2 separate regions of the Gossypium hirsutum genome follow, and region 2 is linked to region 1. A link is a contact called in public Hi-C data. All regions are on one chromosome and are shown on one strand. Each heading gives the region's core, a stretch centred on a gene start, on an enhancer-like site or on the middle of the called end of the contact. The rest is flanking DNA. Distances are from core to core; before and after follow the strand shown. Region 1 holds the start of LOC107895241 (transcription factor TCP4). Region 2 holds the start of LOC107895236 (increased DNA methylation 1).

Region 1 (4,338 bases), core at 1,526-4,025:
ATAATAGATAAATAAATAATATTAAAATAAAATGGATTCATAAAAAGGGTTAAAATTAAGCAAAGGATTAAATCGGGATTAAGACAGAATTTCGGGTCTAAATCATAATAAATCGATAAATAGATTGAGACTAAAGTGAAATGCGCGTAAAGGGGGGGGATTAGAAATGAAAATAAGCCAAATCCCGAAATGAAGCGTTTAGATGCAGCTTAGAATGAAATTGACATAAAATTCCTGGGCCAGATTTAAAAAATTAAAAAAGAAGAACAGGGGCCTAATCCAATAGCAGCGCAAAAGAGAAGGACTGGCCACGTAAATCACCCATTTTAGGCGCACAGACCTCTTCTCCTTTACCCAAACGACGCCGTTTCAATGTTGAATAAAATGCTCAATTTTTTTTTAAAAAAGAAAACTCATTTTAACCCTAAACTTAAAAAAAACAAAGCAGCCTTCTCAACTCTCCCTCCCTCTAATCTTCTTCCGACGATCGATTTCTCACTGCCTGCCGCACCACCACTGTGTTCGGTGGCCGGCGGCGCACAAAAATGGGTATTTCAACCCTTTTTCGAAGCCTTTTTGAAGGCCAAAACCTCAGCGTCCTATAAGAACGAAAGAAAAGAACCCTCAGCCCTCTGTCGAACCCGATTGCAGCGACGGAGAAGACTCTCCGACGACACGTCCGTGGGGATTTAGGTGAGGTTTCTTTATTTCCCTTCTTTTAGTTTATTTTAAAATAGATTCGCAATATATATATAATAATAAACAGAAAATAAAAGAAAAGAATTAACAAAAAACCTTTCAAACTTCAGTTTTTGTTTCATTGATTTGCTTGTGTGCGTTCGTAAGAGAAGAAAAAACTAGATGATTGACAGGCTTTATAGCCAAATTACAAACTGTTTATTTCTATGTTTTTGTCGTTTTCTCGTTGTTTTTCTCTGTTGCTTGCGTGTAGATCTTGATATGCAGGTGGTGTCAGAGAAACGCGCGATGGCAGGTGACAGGCGAGCCGAGCGGCGGTGGCAGAAGACTTGGTCAAAGGGGAACGGCTAGGGTTTCTTCCCTTCTTTTTTTTGTTGGAAAATGTTTTAGTAGGCTAGGGTTAATTTGGGCTGGTGTGGGTTTTAATTTTGGGTCATTAGTTTTAGGTTTGTAATTTTAAACTGGACAGTTTAATTTTAAATTGGGTCCAGGCCGGGCAAAATAGGCCTATTACATTAACATTTCAGAACGATCTTAAGTAATTTTTACTTCTAGAATGTAAGCAGATTTACCCATGGCCTTCATTTCTAAGCCATTTTATAGTTATTTTTGTAACTTTAGTTTATTTATAATTCATTTTTTATTTTGAGTTGGATTGGGTATTTGGGGTTTTTAGTAATTTTAATGGATTTAGGCTAGGTTTTTTATTTGGTCCAAAAATATAAAAACTAGTTTAACTGATTTTTTATCGGTCCACAGTTTATAAGCGATTTACAATTCAACTGATTCTCCCCCTTATTTTGGAACGATATAACAGTAAATTCCCGGTCCGGTTTCAAGTTTCCAAAACCATGCTTTTATGCCTTTAGTTCAAGGATTTGACTAATGTATCATTGCACAAATTTAGCATTAATGCTTTTTCTTTATTCCTCCCACCATTTTGGGACCATAGTGTCATCTTTCTTCAATGATTCCATTTGAACTTGTTCCAGCAGTATGTTCAATCTAGTACTCTCTATCATCAATACTACATTCTTAGTTATCCTCAACTCTGTGATTAGATCATGGAACTACTTTGATACCAAATCTAGAAAGATTAGCGGTGGCTAAAAGAAATAGCACAAGAAGTAGAAGAAAAATAAAATAGAATAAAAGAGGAAAAAAGATAATTCTCTTTTCATAAAGATAATTATTTAAACATAATTTGATGTGTGATATCTATTTATGATACTATTAGGATTCAACTATTATCCACAATACAATTATTTACAGAAACTTCTAATCTTAGCTTATAGCAAAATCTCAACTCAATAATGCTTACTACTATTACTTGTCGTCCTATCTATTTTAGCTCTCACTTCCTTTAGCTCGACTTTCTTTTTAACTTCATATCCCACTTCACCTCTTGATTCTGTTAGTCGTGGTTTTAAAAATGGATCGATGCTCGAACGATTAATTATTTTCGATTCATTTTGTTTAATAAAATAAATTATTAAAAAAATTTATAAAATTAAAAATTTAAGAAATTATTACAAAATTTATAATAAAAAAGCCGATTCAAATGATTGAGTTGTTCAATCAAAAGTAATTCAACCTCTATACTTAGATCAATATATCATTTGGTTTTCGATCTAACTGGTTCAGCAGTAATAAAATAAAATAAAAACAATGTAATTAAGAATTGTTTAATTTAATCTTGGCTTCCTATAGCCACTACAGAATTGCGGGTACAAGTGTTGAATGAGAAGAATTGAATATATTAATTACTCCAAGAAATCAGTATAGTAAAATCTCTAGATTATCAAAAGATTATATTAATTAATAAGTAGGAGAGTGTATCTATATTATAATAATCTTAATCCCCTAAGTTCCAACATAATCCATATTGAAACAGTTAATTGTCCGCAAAACCAAAAACCAGCGGTCAATGTAATCATTGTCTAGATTTTATCATTGGTCAAATGTAATAGGATAAAGTCTTATTATTATAGAAAATGAAATGCGAAAAAAGGCAGAAGCCCTTGAGAGATGAGATGCCGGCCATGTTTGGGAGATGGGAAAGATGATGATGTTTCTTAAATGGATCAATGCAAATAAAAGCCTGTGAAAGGGTCACTGTCAAATGGTTGTGATGGTGGCAAATAAAGGATCTATCAATCCAATTCATTCATCTAAAATATCAAAGCAAAAACTTCCCAGACAAAGACAATCCCTTAAACCAATAGCCACTTGTTCTTAACATTCGAAATTTAGTATATAACTACAATTTATTACCAGTCCTGGTGAAGTGGGTGGTTACTGTTTTGAAAACCCATTTGGGTGGAATAGAAGAGAAAGAGGCCCAATTGGGAAAAGCTTTTAGATAGATTGAGAGAGAAAGAAGGAGAAAGTAAAGAGATGATGGGTTAGGGTGGGGATTTGAAGCTGTGGAAGGGGCCTTATGGTGGAGGGGTCCTTTGTGATATGGAAATGGCAGGGCCGACAGTTTCAGGTTTCAAGGAACAGTGAGTAAAGAAGCAATAACCAGTGTCCGCCATTAAAGCTGCAATACGAAAACCTTCTGGATCCTCAAACCAATCATCTTCACCTTCAAATTTCATTTCTAAATTCAACCAATTGAATCTCAACTACTTCAACAGCACCTACAAACATCCAAGCTTAACCCAACATGCAAGAAGAATGGGAGAAAGCAATCAGCAAGCTGCAACATCGTCAAGATTGGGGTTAAAGCATAGTGGAGGCGAGATCGTTGAGGTTCAAGGAGGTCACATTGTTCGGTCAATTGGAAGAAAAGACCGTCACAGCAAAGTTTGCACCGCTAAAGGTCCTCGAGACCGTCGTGTTCGTCTCTCCGCTCACACCGCCATCCAGTTCTACGACGTTCAGGACCGCCTTGGTTACGACCGTCCTAGCAAAGCTGTGGATTGGCTTATCAAAAAAGCCAAATCCGCCATTGACGAGCTCGCTGAACTACCTCCTTGGAACCCACAAACCTTGAAAACAACGACTTCAACCACGAAACAGAATAATCAACAAGATCAAAACATAATCACAGCAGTAGACAATGAAAAGCCCAGAAGAACGGCTACATTAATGGGAAATCAAGTTCAAATTCTTCAGCAACAAGGAACGGGAGATAACCCGAATAGTAATTCGGGTTTTCTTCCATCTTCTTTAGTTTCTGATGAGATTGCAGATACTATGAAGTCTTCTTTTCCATTGGGAGCTTCCAGTGAGGCACCGTCTTCTTCTATTCAGTTTCAGAATTATCCACCGGATTTTTTGTCCAAAACCAGCAGCCACAGTCAAGATCTGAGGCTTTCGCTTCAGTCATTTCCGGAGCCGGTTCTTCTCCACCACCATCACCAAGCTGCTGCAGCTCAGGCACATCAAACTGAATCTGTTTTGTTCTCTGCAGGAACCAGCCCTTTAGCTGGTTTTGATGGATCTTCAGCTGGATGGGAAAATCACCACCACCATCCGGCTGAGATAGGAAGGTTTCAGAGATTGGTTGCCTGGAATAATGGTGCTGCTGCTGCTGATACTGGTAGTGGCGGTGGCGGTGGAATGGGAGGATTTCTCTTTGGCAATCCATCAGCACCGCCACTATCACCGGCTTTTGGCCAAAACGGCCAGTTT
Region 2 (4,260 bases), core at 19-2,518, 140 kb before region 1:
GACCCAGAAAAGCAAACAAGATTCAGATCAAAACCCAGAAATCCAATGCCAAACGCCCAAAATTTCAAAATTTTATCAAAAAAAAAATAGAGCTCACCTTTATAATGCATGTCCTGATCAACATGCAAAAGAAGAACAAACTTCAATTTAGGGTTGAAGAGCTGAAAAACTGAAACATATTCATCTAAAAAAACAAAAAGAAAAAAGAGAGAGAGAGAGAGAATCTTAATATATAGATATTAAAAACAAAAAAAACAAAACAGGCTTCCTTTTTGCATTTGGCTTCATCAGTTTAAAATATAAAGGAAGCCCCCAGTTTTAAAACTGAAGTGGCTTTGGAAAACCCGAATAGTGCTCCATAATGTAACAGATGGCAATGGCGGAAAAAAATAAAAATAAAAATAAGAAAATTCTTCCATGTAAGTTTATATGTCATGTCATTTGTACTTCTTCTCTCTTTCCACTTCGCTTTTGTAATTGCCTTATTATTATTGCATTTTTACTTACCATTTTAGATGTACAAATAAAAAACCGTTCCAATTAACCAAAATAAGGCTTGTATACATAAATAATCCTTTCAAATTAACTAAATAAGATTTATATTATATTATGCCAATAATATTTGCAGTGATACATTTCGATAAAAACAATAACGAAATCTATTCCCTTTGAACTAGCAAAATACAGTTTATATTTGAATTATACTATTGCATTTTTTCCCTTCAAATTATTTCAATAACTTGAACAAACAAACTAGTATAATGTATGAAAATACAGTAACTTGGCATCCTATATTGAGCTATAAAATACCCTGAGAAGATAGACCCTGCAGTGGCTGAGTTCCCCATTTTGAGGTTGGAGACAAGAGCTGTGAAACATGCCACAAAAGAACTATTGGGCATAAAAAGAGCCATCCAAACCACCAAGGAGAACTAAAGAAACCCATCAATTAATGGAATCCCCAGACCTGGTAAAGCCAAGTAGGCAGTAAGTAGTAAGTACTGGTGAGGCGAAGTGAAGGCGGGCAACGAGCATCAAAGAAAAAAGGAAAAAAGATGATGGTAGTTTTAGCTAAGACATTTGAAAGCAGAACACCGCGATGAAACAGCTGGAGTCGAGGATCCAAAAACCAGGTTGGTGGATGGTCCAGAGGGGAAAACCAGGTTTTCATATTGTTATAACATTGAAGTTACCTAGGAACGGGCACACCAGAGCTGCTAGGTTTAGTGGTCCGAGAATGTTGAGTTGGTATTAGAATAGAGTTTTAGCAATTAATTTTATATTGCGTAGTATTGAAAAAGGCTTTGTCCGAGTCTGAGCCGGAGCCCAATGTGACTTGATGAGTTTAGAATGAGATTGTAATTGATTTTACGGTATTTTTATTAGAATAACCGTGATACCCTTTGAACTTTTTTAATGGTGTGGGCTCTATCTTAGGGTGTGAGACCTTAGGACTACTTAACGAATAGCTATAACACGTATAATCTTTTTATGACAAATAATTTCTCATGTTTCTTGTAATAAAGAGCTATGGAGTATAACCCATATAATATTTTTCCCCACATATAATAATTTCTTGAGTTTGGAGTTCGTGTTAGAAGAGGTCTAGAACGCAAAGAATAAGGATTATGGTTTGCTTAATCCACAAATTAGTACTTAAATTGTGCTCTTTTTTTCATCTTAATATTTAAATTTTATTTGTCACAAATGGTACTAAACTATTTTTTTTCCAAGTTGGTACTTTCGTTAATCAAATCATTAGTTAAACCATTAAGTCTATTTTAAAAAAACGCTTAACCTAAAAATTAATATCTAAACAATACTCTTTTCCCTAAGTTAGGCTTCTTTAGATGCTCCTTTAGCTCCGATAAGTTGAGATTCCCTAATCCCCAAACTCTAAACCCCAAACCATAAACCTCAAACCCCAAACCTCAAATCCCAAATCACAAACCCCAAACTCCAAACGCACCACAATTGTCTGTTTGGATAATAATGTTTTGATTCAGTTGAGGCATTTCTATTGCCTTGCGACTGTGGTTTTCCATTGAGCTTTAAGATTCAATTAAGAAAAATACCTTCGGTGAGGATATTTTTTCCTATTTAATCCTCTTTACCAACATTAGTGTGAAAAAATAAAATAAAATAAAAAACACACAAATTTTTACGTGGAAACCCTTTAGGGAAAAAACCACTGGCAAAGGAGAAGAAAATTTACTATGTCAAATTTGAATTATTACAAGAAGAATAGATTATGTCTATTTATAGGCTTGTAAAGCCATATTCTAATAGGAGTGTAGTGAAACACCTTATTCTAATCAGTATAAAATAGACGGAGTTTAATAAGGTTTAAAAAACCTTATTCTAAAACAAAATAAAAAAGTGTAGTTCTATATGGATTTTACTTTTATTTTATTTTACCATTGTATTTTATTTAAATAATGATCCGGGTCACTTAATTCTAACAATCTCTACCTTGACACGAATTCTCAATGAACAAGTTCTTCATCGCGAACTCTCAACGATAGTTCTCCACCTCTTCCATAAAACTCCTTAAGGGTTTAACTTCAACAATAAACACCAACCAAGTCTAAGCAATGCTCAAACTTGGTTGTAGGCAGTGACTTAGTCATCATATCTACAGGATTTTCATGAGTACTAATTTTGCTCACAACAATATCACCACAAGCAATTATATCACGAACAAAATGATACCGAACATCAATATGTTTTGTTCTCTCATGAAACATTTGATCTTTTTTAAGGAAGATTGCACTCTGACTGTCACAAAATACTGTACTGATTTGAAGGTCTTCATTGAGTTCACTAAAGAGTCCCTTCAATTAGATAGCTTCTTTACAAGCATCAGTAATTGCTATGTACTCAGCTTCAGTGGTAGACAAAGCGACTGTAGTTTGAAAAGTGGCTTTCCAACTGATTGCACAACCTCCGATTTTAAAGACATAACCTGTGAGAGATCTTCTTCTATCAAGGTCTCCAGCAAAATCAGCATCAACATACCCAATGACTCCATCTCTAGTTCTTCCAAACTGTAAGCAAACATCAGTAGTACCTCGTAAGTATCTTAAAATCCACTGAACTATTTTCCAGCGTTCTTTATAGGGATTCGCCATGTATCTGCTAACTGCACTGACTGCATATGATAAATCTGGACGCGAACAAACCATAGCATACATGAGAGATCTCACTGCACTAGAGTATGGAACATGTGACATGTACTCAATCTCATTATTTGATTGTGGAGACAAAATCGATGAAAGTCTAAAATGGGCTGCTAAAAGAGTACTAACAAGCTTAGCACTATGTATATTGAACCTAAAAAGAACTTTTTCAATGTACCCCTTCTGACTTAGGTACAATTTACTTGCTTTTCTATCTCTAAGAATCTCCATACCAAGTATCTTCTTTGCTGGTCCTAAATCTTTCATCTCAAATTCTTCACTTAGTTAGGCTTTGACCTTTCTTATTTCTCTTTTATCTTTTGCTGCTATCAACATGTCATCAACATAAAGAAGTAGATACACAAAAGAACCATCACTGTTTTTTCTTAAAGTAAACACAACTGCCAAAACTATTTCTTTTGAAATTATGAGAAGTCATAAAGGAATCAAACCTCTTGTACCACTATCTTGGTGACTGTTTCAAACTGTAAAGGGATTTTTTCAGCAAGTAAACATAGTCCTATTTTTCTGGGACTGTAAAACCCTCTGGTTGTTGCATGTAAATATCCTCCTCAAGTTCTCCATGCAAACTGCAGTTTTTACATCTAACTGATCAAGCTCCAAATCATCCATGGCCACAATACCAAGCAAATTTCGAATCAAACTATGTTTAACAACTGGGGAGAACATATCTGTGAAGTTCACTCTAGGAATTTGACTGTAACCCTTTGCAACAAGCCTTGCTTTATATCTGGGTTCTTTAACTCTTGGAGTCCCTTCTTTCTTTTTAAACACCCATTTACAACGAACACATTTTTTACCTTTAGGAAGTTTCACAAAATCCCATGTTCTGTTTTGTGGAGTGATTCAATCTCCTCTTGTATAGCAAACATCTACTTTTCTAAGTCTTCACAGCTAACCACCTCAGAATAATTAGATGGCTCTTAATTCGCATCTATGTCTTCAACCACATTTAAAGCATAAGCAACTAGATCATCCTCAGCATACTTCTTTGGAGGTTTAATTTCTCTTTTAGTTCTGTTTTTAACGATAGAGTATTGCAGTGAAGAAGCAATTCTAT

The links. A called contact is a pair of places that touch in the nucleus more often than the background predicts.
Region 2: a Hi-C map of leaf shows a contact between it and region 1, with 2.2 times the contacts expected there. The contact joins the promoter of LOC107895236 here to the promoter of LOC107895241 in region 1. A contact is called at or near these places in 12 of 34 Hi-C or Micro-C datasets (anther, callus, leaf and 1 more).

The regions. Positions count from the first base shown.
Region 1 is chrA13:97,457,868-97,462,205 of Gossypium_hirsutum_v2.1, reverse strand. It overlaps LOC107895241 (transcription factor TCP4), which reads left to right and starts at 2,775. Exons shown (of 2, transcript XM_016820519.2): 1 at 2,775-4,338. The coding sequence starts at 3,379. It overlaps LOC121212502 (a long non-coding RNA gene), which reads left to right and starts at 245. Exons shown (of 2, transcript XR_005907766.1): 1 at 245-693; 2 at 953-1,361.
Region 2 is chrA13:97,591,803-97,596,062 of Gossypium_hirsutum_v2.1, reverse strand. LOC107895236 (increased DNA methylation 1) reads right to left here and starts at 1,268. Exons shown (of 9, transcript XM_041085371.1): 1 at 98-1,268.